5 separate regions of the Mus musculus genome follow, and regions 1, 2, 3 and 4 are each linked to region 5. Evidence: chromatin contacts called from public HiCAR-type and promoter capture Hi-C data. All regions are on one chromosome and are shown on one strand. Each heading gives the region's core, a stretch centred on a gene start, on an enhancer-like site or on the middle of the called end of the contact. The rest is flanking DNA. Distances are from core to core; before and after follow the strand shown.

Region 1 (2,711 bases), core at 205-2,704, 2.5 Mb after region 5:
TGCACTTTCAAAATAAAAATAATGTCTTCAATGAGGGTCATGAGGTGTTTATAGATCTCTGACAAAACTGGAAACCAAGCAAAGTGAAAGTCTTCTTATGTGTACTTACCAGCCATTGTTTGAAACAAAGTATCAGACAGACCAAGCCCTCCTGGAACTTACAAAGTTGACTGAACCACTATGCTGGCTCTTACAAGGTTTGTGGTGAGGTTTGTTTTGGCTGGTTTGGTTGGTTCGGTTGTTTGGCTGCTTTTAAATACAAGGTGAGTGAGAGCACTCTTCTACTAAGCTATATCCTGAACCTTAACCATCTTTTTAAATCCCTTCACTGAGAAGGGTACATCTCTGGTCACCCTAAGTACACCCAAAGACATAGTCCCCAGAGTTGATTGAGTTCATCTATTGGGTAAAAGTTTTAAGTTTTGAGAAATTCTTCAGATTCCCCGAAGCCCTCACTAGCAGAAGGAGCGAGCCTTTGATAGAAAGGTCCAGGGTTGTGCTTCCAAGCCACACAGCATTTTAAGAACAGAGCTAAGATAGGAACCTAGACTCACTGGCTCCCTTCACCATATCAGGACCTTGAGACCTCTTTGTTGAGTATTACCTCGTAATCATACGACTCTTAAGAGTTGCCTAGACTTTACCGGCACCGTTTATTTTGGTCTCTGGTTAGCTCGTGGACCAGGGACTATCAATGTCACCGTTCTCAGTTTCTAGAAAACACAACACAGAGAAGCCGGCAGGGGGGTGGGGGGTGCTCATCATACAAGCCTATAATCGCGGGATCCAGGAGAATGGAGGGCCGGAAGCCAGACTGGACGACACAGCCAGGCAAGAAGTACTCAAATCTGCCCCTTCTGCTAGGAAGTGATGTGTCTATTTGAGTTCTCTAGTTTTAGTTCTACAAATCCAGTTAAGGGAACTACTTTGTAATCAAGCACCCAAGTCATATTGAAAGAAACCTTTTAAGATGTGCCTCAGAAGCAGAAGCTAACTGTAGCTCCCCCACTCCTTATTACTTTTGACTTATTATTATCTGCCTGTTTTCATAACTGAGTTTCTCAAAGCAGGAGCACCTAGCCAAAGACCACCAGTGTTCTAAAGACCACCACCACATAGGCTCAGGTCGACAAACTTGGAAGCTAACTCGGGGCCGTTCCACTCAGTGGCCCATGGACTAAGACTGGCCTTGGGGTTTACACATTCAGGTTGAAAAATGGACTTCCAACAAGAGAGACTAAGGAACCATCATCCCTGCTAGGCATTGGGTAGCCTCTTCATGGGTCTTCGCCGCCGCTGACCTGAGCCAGTACGGGAGGCACGAGCTAAAAAAAAAAAAAAAAAAGGGCCAGCCCCGGGACGTGACCCACGGACGCCGAGGCCACCTGTTCCTGGCAGCCAATGGGCCAGGCCCTGGGCGCGGCTACAAAAGCAGCGCGCGCGGCCGCAGGCTGGGAGCTGGCGCGAGCTTGGCGACTAGGACCTTGTGCACGCGGAGCAGCAGAGACGGGGCGATGCTACGGGTGCGGTGTCTGCGCGGAGGCAGCCGAGGTGCCGAGGCGGTGCACTACATCGGCTCTCGGGTGAGTCCCTACGCTGCCTCGGGACCTCTGCGGGATGCAGGATGGGGACCCAGAGGGAGACTGGACACCCCGGTAACAGGGTGGCGTGGTCTGTGTTCCGTAGCCCGTGAGGGCGTTTTCTGGGAAGATGCATGTGAGGGCATGGACGGAGCCTACAGGCCGGCTCCAGCTGAAACTCTGGGATCCCTGGGCTTTACCGGGGAAGTTGGAATGAGTCCATCCTGTCCCCCACCTGCTGCTCTGCCAGGCCCTCTGCTTCCTTGGGATATCCGAGCCCATGCCTGCAGACCCTCCCTTGCTCCTTGACAGGAATAGCTCTGGCAGATGAGTTCTGCCAGCAGCTGGTTCTTGAACAGCTGTCATTTGCTCTCTTGCTTTGGGTCTCCACCCAAGAGTCCCTCTAGCTCCCTTCTTAGAGGACTTTTAACAGCCTGATAGAGTTTGGGGGCGGGATGAGGTTTGCCAGGGGGAGTGGGTAAGGGAATCTTCCTGCGCTAGGTTATACAGGCCTGTCTTAAAAAGAAGAAAGAAAGAAAGAGAGAAAGAAAGAAAGAAAGAAAGAAAGAAAGAAAGAAAGAAAGAAAGAAAGAAAGAAAGAAAGAAAGAAAGGAAGGAAGGAAGGAAGGAAGGAAGGAAGGAAGGAAGGAAGGAAGGAAGGAAGGAAGGAAGAAAGAAAGAAGGTTTTTAATATGCTTAGATCTCTTTTTAAGTTTACATTCTGTGCCTGCCTGGGTTAATCCTTATGGTACACATGACAGTCATCTCTGACTTGAAATGAAAAAAAAAAGTGATTAAAAAAAAGGTTGGGGTTGCTTATTCTGAAAGATAAGGTCTTTTCAGATCCCATGTTATTTACAGTAAAAAGAACTCCGTTTTGGTAACCTTCCAAACTGAAAAAGCAAGACTTCCTCCTTCAGTTGGACATTGCCGGTACTTACTGGGCACTTCCTTGAGGAAGAGGATGGCCTATCTTCTAAGAAAGTTTCTGAAAATTAGTTTGCAAAAACTTTGAGATAGATATGGGAAACATGTTGCTGGGAACCAGATCTTTCTGGGAGTTCTAAAAGATTACAGCATATGACAAAAACAAAATCAGTCTATCATCAACAAAAAGTTATGTGGGTTTTT
Region 2 (2,857 bases), core at 269-2,768, 2.4 Mb after region 5:
ACAGACTGTTCATTACAGGTCATAGGCCATTACTAAGTGCTGTCCACAAGCAAAGGTAAGGGAATTTACCTCCTGAAGAGTGGGGTCATCACAGAATTTATGGACAGAGCTTAAAATATGGCTTTGTCGTCTCATCACTTTCTCGAGAATCCAGTGAGACACGAGTGAAAGAACAGAACGCACAAAGGCAGTCCTCCTCAGCACAGCGCGCTGGAAATGTCCCCAAACAACCCATCCTTTTATTTCAACTATTCTTGAAACATTCACATCCCTCCTACCTTGAGGCTGCATTTAAGAGACTCCGATGACACTCCTGAAACATTGTAGGCAGTTAAATGGGACATTAAAAACAACAGAACAATCTACTCCTAAGATATTTGGAGCCGAGGAATGTAATGGCTCGTAAGCTGTCTCCCTTTGGCTATTACCATCGTGTCCTGATTGATGAAATTCTAGGCAATAGCCTTCCCTTCCTGATCTCGGGACCATGGAGGGTCTAATTTGCTTTCATGACTGCAGCTCTGGGGGAAAACTTAGGACTGAGGGATCACTCTGGAATACAGAAGTAGCCAGGGCTTTCTTTTCGCACCGGATTCTAAGGTGTCAACAGAATCGTTAAAATTGCCTCGTGTGATTTTTTTCATTGTATTTTTGTGACCTGAAATTTTGGTAAGATATAAAAACTTTTTAAAATATTGTCTTTGTAAACCCTGGGGAAGTAGGAGCTTGCAGGACACCACAGGCAAGATGCAGGTGTAGCCCCGTGTCTAACTTGCATGAGCCCCTGGATTAGATCCTAAGGATCTCAAAAGGAAAGAAAGGTGGAAGCCAAGGATTTACACTTTAAAATGAATTCTACCAACAGTGTTGCCTTTAATCTTGCTTCTTGAGGACATTTGAGAATGTGATGAAACATAGGGAAAGTAAGCTCACACAATTGTGCCCAAGGAGCGTAGCAGTGAACACAGAAGGAAGACACATATTTGCTGAGAAACAGGAAACTTTAAAGCAAGCCATAGAACTACTGACCATCCTAGTCTTGTCCTAGCCTTTTGACCAAGATAATCGGCAATTTTTTGCCGATTGGGTAGAAGAAAAGCTACCAGGATTCCCACTTGGTAAGAAAGCACTAAAGGACATTTTCCACGGACCATCCATAACCAAGATCGGACCTGAGATTCCCGAGACCCATCTCCAGTGGAGGGAATTCAGAGCAGTGACACCCAGCTCCGGGGGGACCTTCCCGCGGCACACCCGGGGGCTCAGAGCGCACAAGACCTCAGAGCCCGAGAGGCGGGGCCGGGAGGGCGGGGGCAGGGGGCGACGCGCGACCACGCCCCCTCGGCGCGCCCCCAAGCGGCGGCCTGCGTGCCCGCGCCGACCCCTCCCCTCGCGCCTCGCGGGCGCACGCGCCGCCTCGTTCAGGGGCCGGAGGAGGCCGGGCCTGTCAGACCCCGCGGCCGGCCTCCCAGCGGCACGGGGCGGGCGGGTGCAGTGGCTGGGGCTCGGCCTCGGTCCCTGGCCCGGGTCGCAGTAGCGCGAGCTCCGGGCGGGGATGCGCGGCGGCGTCGGCCCGCAGGTAGCCGAGCACCGCCGAGTCCGGAGCTGGCGCGCGGCCGGGGCGCGGCGACAGGAGCGGGGTCTCGTTCTCCTCACGATGGGCAGGGACGCGCCGCGCTGCCCTGAGGAGCCCGAGCGCCGGTGAAGGCGGAGTCGCCGGCCGCCCCTCCGCTGCCATGGCCGGCCCCGGCGCGTGGAAGCGCCTCAAATCCCTGCTGAGGAAAGACGACACGCCGCTGTTCTTAAATGACACCAGCGCCTTCGACTTCTCGGACGAGGTGAGCGACGAGGGGCTTTCGCGCTTTAATAAACTTCGAGTCGTGGTGGCCGACGATGACTCGGAAGCCCCGGAAAGGCCTGTGAACGGGGCGCACCCGGCCCTCCAGGCCGACGATGACTCCTTATTGGACCAGGACTTACCTTTAACCAACAGTCAGCTGAGTTTGAAAATGGACCCCTGTGACAACTGCAGCAAGCGACGCGAGTTGCTGAAGCAGAGGAAGGTGAAGACCAGGCTGACCATCGCTGCCGTCCTCTACTTGCTTTTCATGATCGGAGAGCTTGTAGGTGAGTTGTGTCGCCGACTCGCTTGCCTTTGACTTTGTCCAGCTGTTAGCTACGCCGGAGTTGAGGTGGAAACTTTGTTTTCAGGAAGTTTGCTGAGTATCTAGACTTTCGTGGGTCCATAGGAAAGGGACACGGGATTCCAAAGTGCGGTTCCCGTGAGCGCCCACTGAGAGCTTGCAGGTATATCTTGTAACTCCCATAAACAGTGCCTTTTACTGTAGGGTTTAGGGTGTTATCTTGACTGTATATCATGTAACTTCTCCTTTTACAGATTCTGATAAAATGCCAGGTTTATCTTTCAACGTCTAAAATAATTCTGACATGGATTAGAATCAGAATTTTATAGTACTAAGGGATGTTACTGAACACCATTCTGTTTTCTCACACAGAAGTTCTGAAGGGATTAGATTATGAGGAATCTTATTGGGAAAAGAGAGAGCCATCCACAGTACCAGACTTTCCTCTCTGTCTACATTTTGGTTATTTGATGCTTATTTATGCCGCTTCCTTTTGAGCTTATAGCCAAGGGCTTTACAAAACTCTATACAGCCAACTAATTAAAAGTTCATTATTAAAAGGAGTATCTACAGTTTGCTAGAGGTCTCCCCGGCAGCTGCAGAAGCTAGGGTTTTTTTTTTTCTCCTTTTTTAACTGATTTCAGATAATTTCTCACTCTAAGGTTCTTGCTTTAGACCTTATTTTTACTGTCGCATTAGTTTATAGTCGTCCT
Region 3 (3,027 bases), core at 515-3,014, 2.3 Mb after region 5:
TAGTTCATCAACACTGCTGTGGTCTTCCTAATCCTTGCACGCTCCTATTTCTATGGGAGACATTCTTAGAAAACAGTGTGGAACAGAACATGTGACCATCTTTGAAACTGCAAAAACCCTCTAAAAAATGGCCCCAACTTAGACTGCAGCCACCACTTTCATATGGATACAAATCTGAAAGGAGCCGAGGGGGTGCAACATTGTTAAACAGAATGAGAAACTGCAAGGATGAACAGCAAGGCCATGCACAGAAAGCAACAGTGAGCTATTAATATATGCCGTGAGTCAGCCTGTGAGGGTCCCTGAGTGCCAATTCTATGGAAAATTCAGTAAGTGGCAAGAAGCCATTTTAGGATTCTAAGGATTCATGCCTGGAGCTTGTGTTGGGGCAGTAAAGTTACAACAATGGACACACCATGCTGTGAGAATGAGAGACTAGCGGTGGTAGCTTTACACTGCTGAGGGGAGATAGATGCTAATGCCCTGCGGAATCCTCTACATGAAACAGAGGGAACTGAATCCAAGAGTGCAAATTCAGTTTCATGGGAGAGTAAGCTCACACCATTATCAAGAAGATCAGACAGCTGAGGCTAGGGATCTAGCTCTGTAGTAGAGCACTTGTTTAACATGAAATAAGTCCTGAGTTGAACCTGCAGCTAGCACCTATCCCTATCTCTGCCCTACTCTCTGACATCTGCTTTTATTTATATGCATACCACCCATTCGTTATGTGCAGAAAGAGAGAAAGAGGGGGAGAAGGGAGGGGAAGGGAGAAAGAGAGAGGCCCAGGTTCCAAGTAGGTACTACAGAGTATTACTAATGTGACTGAACAAGTCATGAAAGGGATATGTCATTAAAGAAAAGCACTGCCAGGAAATGCTGGGTTATTTGTAGCTTCCTATTTCTGAAACGCAGAGATTATTTTTAGAAGCTCCATCTAGCTTCTCTCATATGAACCAATGCTCACAGAAAATGATTTGAGTGGTGTTTTCAATCTCACAAAAACGATGGTATAAACAGTGCCCATCTGCCTATATAGCAAATTAACTGCTTCGTCCAACGGACGCCTTCGGGCATCAATGCTTAAATTTCTTCTGGAAATGTGCGGACGGCTGCTGGAGTCTCGGATGAAGTAATGTCACCTAGGAGGTCAGAGTATTTCATGAGTAGACACTATTGTACAGTTTCCTAAAAATCTACCTTCTCTCTGGCAGACTGATCGCCAACCACTAACCCTGTGACAAACAGTTGAAAAGCAACACAAACGCAAACCTTTAACACAAACCGCACCCAACAGTGCGTTTCCTCGCGGGACCAGGGTTGCCTGGCCAGGATGCTCTAGGCAGGAGGGTCGCCTGCGCTGGAGTCCCACCCACTCGAACCCGGCCCCTGTGGGCAGTCGCCCCGCAAAACAGCCGTACCCGGCGTGGGCTCGCCGGCCTCCAGGCTGTCGGAAGGCCCCGTAAGGACCCCGTCTGGAGGCGGTGGCTCAGGAACACTCATATCCCCGCACTGGGCGCTGCGTGAGGCGAGTGCTGTGGAGAAGTCACAGGCAAAGAAACCTAACGCGTTCCAGAGTCCATCCGGACGAAAGCCGCCGAGGCACACGGAAGTGACGAAAGCGGAAAACCTCGCTTTCCGACGCAGAACGTTACTGCAAGTCCGGAACGCCCGCCCCCCCCCGCCCCCCCCGTGTCAGCGCCCTAGGCGCAGCCGTGCGCGTGCGGGTTCGGTTTCACAGAGGGTGGCCGGCGGAACCCGGAAGAGAGGTTAGAGGACCGGATGTCGCCATAACCGTGTGAATGTCCCCAGTGTTGTGTCCAGTTTATAACTCGGGCCGCTAAGTGAGTCAATACGAACTCTGAGCTTGAGCGTTGCTGAGGATCTCTTCCAGTGCTTGGAAATGACGTAAAGGCTTTCTTGGAGCATCATTTGGACAAATTAAGTCAAATTACCAAAAGCACATGCTGGGCTCCTGTAAGATGATATCATGAGTTCTAAAGGAAAGTATGTAGACTTGGACAGACTCAGCTCCACAGCAAATGTAAGGATTCTCGACCCTTTTGTAAACTCTGACCTCTAGTAGCATCTCTAGTTGCTCCTCAGGTTACCTGTTCAGTTTTCCATATTGTAGCCAAAGCTATCTCAAAAAAAAAAAAAAAAACTAATATAAATAAACAAATAATGCCATGCCCCTGGAATGCACTGGCTCCCTATTGTCACCATCTTATGTTCAGTTTCACTTTAGCCACTTTTCAAGGGTAACTTCTCAACTCTCCACGGTAGAATGTCCACAGACTAATCCTTGAGACTTCTAAATATATTAGAGGGCATGGCAACGAATAAAAGCTACTAGTTAACATAACCTTAAAATAGGAAGGGTACTCCAAGGACCCAAGGTAACAGTCTGTAAAACTGATGGGGTGGGGCTGTCTGAAAAAAGATTTGATTACAAAGGATGATTAAACAAACACTGATGGGTTTGAAGACAGAGGAAGGGAGTCATTATTCTGGATGGTGGGTGACCTCCAGAAAAATTGGTAACCAATTCCTCCCCTAAAGCTTTTGTAATGGAACTCAACCCTGTGAGGTTGCTGAACTATAGAATGTGTAATAATTAGTGTTGTCATACAAATAGGAAAACAATTTATTACTCTTCAAACATCTTGTGCAATCTGGGCATTGTACGCTGTCCATTGTGCTTGTTCCTGTTTCAAACTAGAGTATCTTTTTCAAAGGCCTATTCATCTTTTAAGTGCTCTAGGATAATATCTTTTTTATTGTTTTGTTTCACAAGGTGAGGTGTCCTGTAGCCTAATCTGGCCTTAGACTCAATATGTAATTAGGGATGGCCTTGAATTCTTGGTCCTCCAGCAGACACGAGCCAGCACACTCAAACACACCTTTACTGTGGACACCATTCATTATCTCATTATTTCCTCCCTTTCATTCAGCAGTCACAGTGAAGACATTTCACAACAACAAACATCCTCCTGCCATTTAGCACTGAGCTCCTCCTTGCATTCA
Region 4 (2,726 bases), core at 181-2,680, 2.4 Mb after region 5:
AAGCCAGCCCTGACAACGTAGAACAGGAAGCTGGTATCCTGACATTTGAATACATTTAAGGGCTTATGCCTGTTTTTATTCACCTTCCCTGCCTTCTCTTACTGTGACTAAGTTCTCATTCCAAAGGCTATTTCAGTTTAATATGCATGCATCAGGATTAGTTACTTCAACAAAGCAAATGACCATCCTGCTTCCCAGAACGATTTGAACCCAGGTTCTAGCTTGCATGTGACAAGTGATCTACAACTCCTGCCTGACCCAACATTCCAAAAAGGCGAGCTTTCAGGAACTTTACCTCTCTGTCAAACCTGCCCGGCCTGCGAAGCGCTGGGTCTAACTCGTCTGGCCGGTTGGTGGCTCCCACAACCACAAACTCCCTGTCCCTGTGGATGCCGTCCAGCAGCGTCAACACCTGGGCCACCACTCGGCTCTCGGGAGCTCGGTGCGGGCCGCCTCTCCGGGGACACAGGGCATCCACTTCGTCCAGGAAGAGGAGGCTGGGTCCGCGGCTGGCCAGCTCCTGGGCTCGTTGGAAGATGCGCCGCACGTTCTCCTCGGTCTCCCCGGGCCGGGAGCCCTGCAACGCCGGGGCGCTCACCGCCAGCAGCTCGGCGCCAGTCTCGCGCGCCACGGCCCGCACTAACTGGGTCTTGCCCACTCCCGGGGGGCCCGCCAGGAGCACCCCGCGGGGCACAGCCAGCCCCAGCGCGGCTAGGGCGAGCGGGTAGCGCAGCGGCAGGCGGAGCAGCTCCCGTAGGGAGTCGGCGGTCTCCGACAGACCCCCAAGGGTCACCTCCCCGGGAGGCTCGACCTGTGGCGGAGGCTTGTCACTGAGCGTGATGCGGGTATGCGGTGTGACCCACCCGCCGGGCTCTGGGTCCGGTGTCCCGCCCATCACGTGCAGAGCTGCGACAGGGCCGGGGACACCCGGCGGGGTGGTCACCACGTGTCCCCGAGACACAGGCCGGTTGCGCAGCAGCTCGTGCACTACCTCCAGCACCGCGGCGGAACTCGGGGCTCCCGCCTGGGGCCGCAGCACCGGCCACACCTCTAGGCGCCGCAGGGGCGGACAGGGCACGGGTTGCAAGCAGTCCATACCTATCCTCCCCGTGGCCACCCGGGCCCCGGGGCTAGCGCACTGCGGGTCCAGCTGCACAAAGCCATCCACCCTGTCGCGCCGCGGCCAGGCCGTGCAGAGGCAGCAGCCGCCGGCGGGCAACGAGATCCTCAGCGGCGAGCCCAGGCGCGCACCCAAGCTGCGGAAGGCGGCCGGCCCCAGGCGGCAGCGCTGGGTGTCCCGGTCCCGGGGATCCACCGGCAGCAGCTTCAAAAGTTGTCCGTCGGGGAAGGGCCCCGAGTCCGGAGCCATGACTCGGGGAACCACGCCGGGGAAAGCCCGGCAGCAATCCACCCGGCTGCCGGATGCAGGCGGCGCGCATGCGCCAAGAAGGAACAAGCCTCTGATTGACGGTCGAAAGGACTTCTGGGAAAGTGAGAAAAGCCTGGCTCTCCATAAACATCAGACGCCCGGTAGTCGGTCCAAGAGCCTCAATGAAAAGGTCTCCGCTGGCATCTGACAGACATACGGCTGCTCCATTAGGCCATAAGAGTTTTCATTTTGTGAAGTAAAAAGATTTCTTAAGGAAAAAAAGAAAACCCAAACTGCTGACAAGGTGTAACGTGCTTACAGATATAAACAAGGTGTAAATAAAATACCCGCCAAATTAATCATGATACTCGCATCTTATGAAAGATCTTTTATCCTCGTTCCAAAGACTTGGAGCGTCTAGAAATGGGAAAGAAGACATTAATAATAAGACATAATAACCATCTTCAATATGTAAAGGGATGTGTGTGAAAGCTAGCGTGCGTGTGGATAGCTGTGGTAAAGAACTGACCAGGAAACGGAAGTTTAATAGGGTGATCTTAAGAGGTTTTTCTCTGCATATTTTGACCATGGTCGCATGAAAGGTACAGCTGAGAGTCATAACTGATGCCCACTGAGGCAATTAGAGTGAACTTAACCTTTCAGATTTCAGCACTGATTTAAAACAGGGGTAGAGGCTAAGTTAGTGGGGATATGGTGTGGAGGACAGTACATGTTTTTTCGTGTTGCATAAAGAGGCTGATCCCGTTCAGGGCCAAACTATAAAGTTCTCTGACCTTGGCCAAGAAATATACAGCATCCCCACTAAAACAGCCACTCCCCTCCTTGTGTCACAAATATCAGGAAGGGATTGTGTTTCTGGGCCCTCAACTCATTCACACATTCTCAGTAAAACTATAGATTATCTTTCCCAGGCAGCCTTAACCCATCCTGCTCCTCTGAGTCAGACCATTTTCATTGTATTGTTTCAGTCATCCATACATCTGAATTCATCATACTTACAATCTTGCAGGAAACCATTCTAAGCTTGCTGTGATGGTTCATACCTATATCACAACATTTGGGAGACTAAATAAGGATTAGAACAATTTATAGTTCTACCTGGGCTACTTAGTGAGGTCTAGGCAAGCCTAAACTACAGAATGGAGAAAGGTATCGAAAGAAAGAAAGAAAGAAAGAAAGAAAGAGAGAGAGAGAGAGAGAGAGAGAGAGAGAGAGAGAGAGAGAAAGAAAGAAAGAAAGAAAGAAAGAAAGAAAGAAAGAAAGAAAGAAAGAAAGAAAGAAAGAAAGAAAGAAAGAAAGAAAGAAAGAAAGAAAGAAAGAAAAAGAAAACCTTGAA
Region 5 (2,797 bases), core at 268-2,767:
CCCTTCCTTTTGATTTAGCTGTGAAATGAAGATACTCAGCAGTTTAATCAGCTTTGAGAGAGGCTGCAGACTTCGGCAGCTCCGTGTGGATGAACAGCTATCATTTTTCCTCGTGTTAGGAACCAGAGCATCCACAAAGCGATGCTTCCTATTCAGAGTTCTGGGAAATCTACAGCGCCACAGGCTTTGCGTATCTGAGCTTATCTTCAGAATCTACTAACACTTTGCACCCAGGGTTGTTATTACCTGATAGCTGAGGTCCCATTACTTGGAGTTTAGAATTTATTTACTTATTGGTTCATGAATTTCAGTTCTCTTAACTGCAGGATGCCAGTCAAGGAGTAGAGAGAAAGGAGGTCCTTGGCCACATCTCCTTCTGCCCCACTCACAGAGCCCAAGTGAAAAGGGTTTGAAATAGAAAACAGTGAGGACCAGGCACCCAGTGGTACAAAAAACCGGGGGGGGGGGGTGCTGTTCCTTAACAGCCCCTGGGGTGCTGGAACAAAAGGAACCTTCTGGAAGCTAGCCATGTATAATAACAACTGAAAAAAACGTGCTTCTGCCTGGACTCCCAGGATGGACCCCACAGAACCCCAGGACAGACATGGGTGCTCTGCCACCAGCTGAGATGGACACATCTGTGTGACAACAGCTCTTCCGGAAGGTCATAGGAGACCTTCCCGGCAACTTACAGTCACTGATGATTTCCAGGGAGGGCAAGAAGTACTTGTCGCAGACGATGGAGATGGCCATGCACATGTAGAGGATAATGAGGAAGTAGATTACGATACCTCCATCCGTGCTCTCCTGCTTGGTGAAGAACCCTTCGGGAAACTCCGATGCTGGAGAGACAGCACATTGCGTGCTGTTTCCTGCCGAGGAAAAGGAAAAGATCACAAGATGTGGGAGTCACACGTCTGAAGCCCACAAAGCCTAAACTGGGGTATTTGGGAGGGATATGGGGAAGTTGGTGGAAATACGAGTATGATTCAAAGCCTTAGATAGCCTTTGTAAGAGATTATTTCATGAAATAAGCTGATAGAAGAGAGTTGGAGGGAGGCATTATTACAGCGCCTCTCTGTGTCTGCTTCTAAATGGGAAGAATGCACTGATCATGTCTCCAACAATAAGAAGAGCAGCCCTGTCCACCCCTTGGTCTCTGAACTACTACAGAACGCTCTTGAGGACGCATTGGCTGATCAAGAGCGCTTCCCATCCTCGGCAGGGCTCCGAAGCAGAGCAGATACAGCAGGAGTCGGGGATGGGGAGGGGGCAAGGCCATTCCCCTCTCCATCCCACATCTCTACGTGGGACTGGGGTGTCTGGGCCCACTGCCACCTACCTGTGGCCCTTGGGAGGCGCGGGGGCAGGGAGACACCACGGACAGGCAGGTATGCAGAGACCCAAAAGATCCCCAGCAGCAGGACCCTCCTTGTCCAAGTTGGGCCCCATTTTGTCCGCATTTCCAGCGTGCTCTTTGCAGTGTGTGGTTCAGGAAGGGAGCAAGGGAGACTTATGCTGAATCATGTGAGCAGTCTCCTTCCTCCCCAGTGCCTGCGGGGGGAGGGGGGTGTCGCAGCTTAGGAGGCCAGCAAGGGAGACAGCCTGGCTTCTCTGATCAGGAGATCCAAGTCCTAGGGAAGTTGGAAGAGTTAGGGAGGGGTGCAGATAAACACCGACTACAGCTGTTTCCATGCGGGACTCTGATGGCAGGCCCAGGCAGTCTGCAATTCTGCTCATGCCGGATCTCTTTAATATCTTCACACAGACTCTGCCTTTGACTTCCTCTAGATTTGAGAGGACCTGGGTTTGCTTGATGCTGTCCCCCCCCCCCCCCCCCCGCCCTCCACCCCCTTCCCAATAGCCGTTGTTTCTAGGAATTATTTGGGCAGGTGTATATATACTCTGCCTACCAGGGCACGCTTTGTAATTTTATTTGGATGTTCATCTACAGTTAGAGCCAGAGACAGAAAGGTCAATTAGGAGGTGACTGTAACAGTTGAACTGGGAAATGAGGGCCGCGTGAGTGAAGGTGGCAGCTATGGGGATTGAGAGCCGCCCACAGCGCCACGAACTATTCAGGAGACAGACTGGATGCTGTTTGATCATAGATCAGCTGTGCTTTTTGCCAGAAGGAGCTGTATAAAATGCTAATTGGACAAGGCAGACAGCATTCAAATGCATTCTGTAGTTTGCCAAGATCCTGAAAACCTGTAGCCGTGGAGCAACCTGTGGCTGATGGCACAGGGTCTGGGGGAGACCACAAGGGTGGTTGAGTTCAAGCAATGTTTCTTAGCTGTGTGACCTTAGGCAAGTACTTAACCTCTCTGTTCCTTCCTTCCACTATCTATAAGGCAGAGATCACCTCTCTTTTGGTTTGGTGCGTACTATATGGCAAATGTAACCTTTGTAGGACAGTCTCTTCCGTGGGGCCATTGTTCTGTTATTCTGTCACCTGTCTGGCATTACTTATTTCTTGGACTGAGATTAAAAACTGCCATGAAGAAATTCTGTAGCTTTGCAACTGTTATGATTCCTTTGCTTTGTACATAAAATTGGTGTGACAGGAATGTATTATATGCACATATGCAATATCAAACAATGAATTAACTGATAAATTAAAAATCAAGGTGCCAAGCCTTTGATGTAGAGCTTGTTGCATCTGGTGTAAAAGAGTGAGCTGCTCCTGGCTGTTCATGAGCTTGCGCTGTTTAAAAACCACCCAGCACCTTCCTGGTGGAAACCTCTCTGACACTCAGCTTTCCGGATGTGCCCTGTGGAGCCGAGACTGGGATGC

Evidence for each region. Promoter capture Hi-C pulls out the DNA fragments that hold promoters and counts their contacts. HiCAR-type assays count read pairs that join an accessible place to other places.
Region 1: a contact with region 5 is called in a promoter capture Hi-C map of liver, with 5 times the contacts expected there. The contact joins the promoter of Gatm here to the promoter of Slc24a5 in region 5. A contact is called at or near these places in 4 of 39 promoter capture datasets (cranial neural crest, hippocampal neurons, liver and 1 more).
Region 2: a promoter capture Hi-C map of embryonic stem cells shows a contact between it and region 5, with 16 times the contacts expected there. The contact joins the promoter of 4930417H01Rik here to the promoter of Slc24a5 in region 5. A contact is called at or near these places in 4 of 39 promoter capture datasets (embryonic stem cells, hippocampal neurons and liver) and 2 of 115 datasets of contacts at active chromatin or transcription factors (astrocytes and forebrain).
Region 3: a contact with region 5 is called in a HiCAR-type map of astrocytes, with 8 times the contacts expected there. The contact joins the promoter of Bloc1s6os here to the promoter of Slc24a5 in region 5. A contact is called at or near these places in 5 of 39 promoter capture datasets (embryonic stem cells, hippocampal neurons, liver and 2 more) and 2 of 115 datasets of contacts at active chromatin or transcription factors (astrocytes and forebrain).
Region 4: a contact with region 5 is called in a promoter capture Hi-C map of liver, with 7 times the contacts expected there. The contact joins the promoter of Spata5l1 here to the promoter of Slc24a5 in region 5. A contact is called at or near these places in 5 of 39 promoter capture datasets (cranial neural crest, embryonic stem cells, hippocampal neurons and 2 more) and 1 of 115 datasets of contacts at active chromatin or transcription factors (embryonic midbrain).

Annotation. Positions count from the first base shown.
Region 1 is chr2:122,610,020-122,612,730 of GRCm38.p6, reverse strand. It overlaps Gatm (glycine amidinotransferase (L-arginine:glycine amidinotransferase)), which reads left to right and starts at 1,454. Exons shown (of 9, transcript NM_025961.5): 1 at 1,454-1,583. The coding sequence starts at 1,515.
Region 2 is chr2:122,701,300-122,704,156 of GRCm38.p6, reverse strand. It overlaps 4930417H01Rik (a long non-coding RNA gene), which reads right to left and starts at 1,518. Exons shown (of 5, transcript XR_866691.3): 1 at 1,173-1,518. It overlaps Slc30a4 (solute carrier family 30 (zinc transporter), member 4), which reads left to right and starts at 1,494. Exons shown (of 7, transcript NM_011774.3): 1 at 1,494-2,127. The coding sequence starts at 1,737.
Region 3 is chr2:122,737,099-122,740,125 of GRCm38.p6, reverse strand. Bloc1s6os (biogenesis of lysosomal organelles complex-1, subunit 6, pallidin, opposite strand) reads left to right here and starts at 1,764. Exons shown (of 2, transcript NR_156706.1): 1 at 1,764-2,044. It overlaps Bloc1s6 (biogenesis of lysosomal organelles complex-1, subunit 6, pallidin), which reads right to left and starts at 1,621. Exons shown (of 5, transcript NM_019788.3): 1 at 1,422-1,621. The coding sequence starts at 1,503.
Region 4 is chr2:122,629,329-122,632,054 of GRCm38.p6, reverse strand. Spata5l1 (spermatogenesis associated 5-like 1) reads right to left here and starts at 1,430. Exons shown (of 3, transcript NM_001033256.4): 1 at 296-1,430. The coding sequence starts at 1,369.
Region 5 is chr2:125,066,847-125,069,643 of GRCm38.p6, reverse strand. It overlaps Slc24a5 (solute carrier family 24, member 5), which reads right to left and starts at 1,517. Exons shown (of 9, transcript NM_175034.3): 1 at 1,343-1,517; 2 at 693-872. The coding sequence starts at 1,463.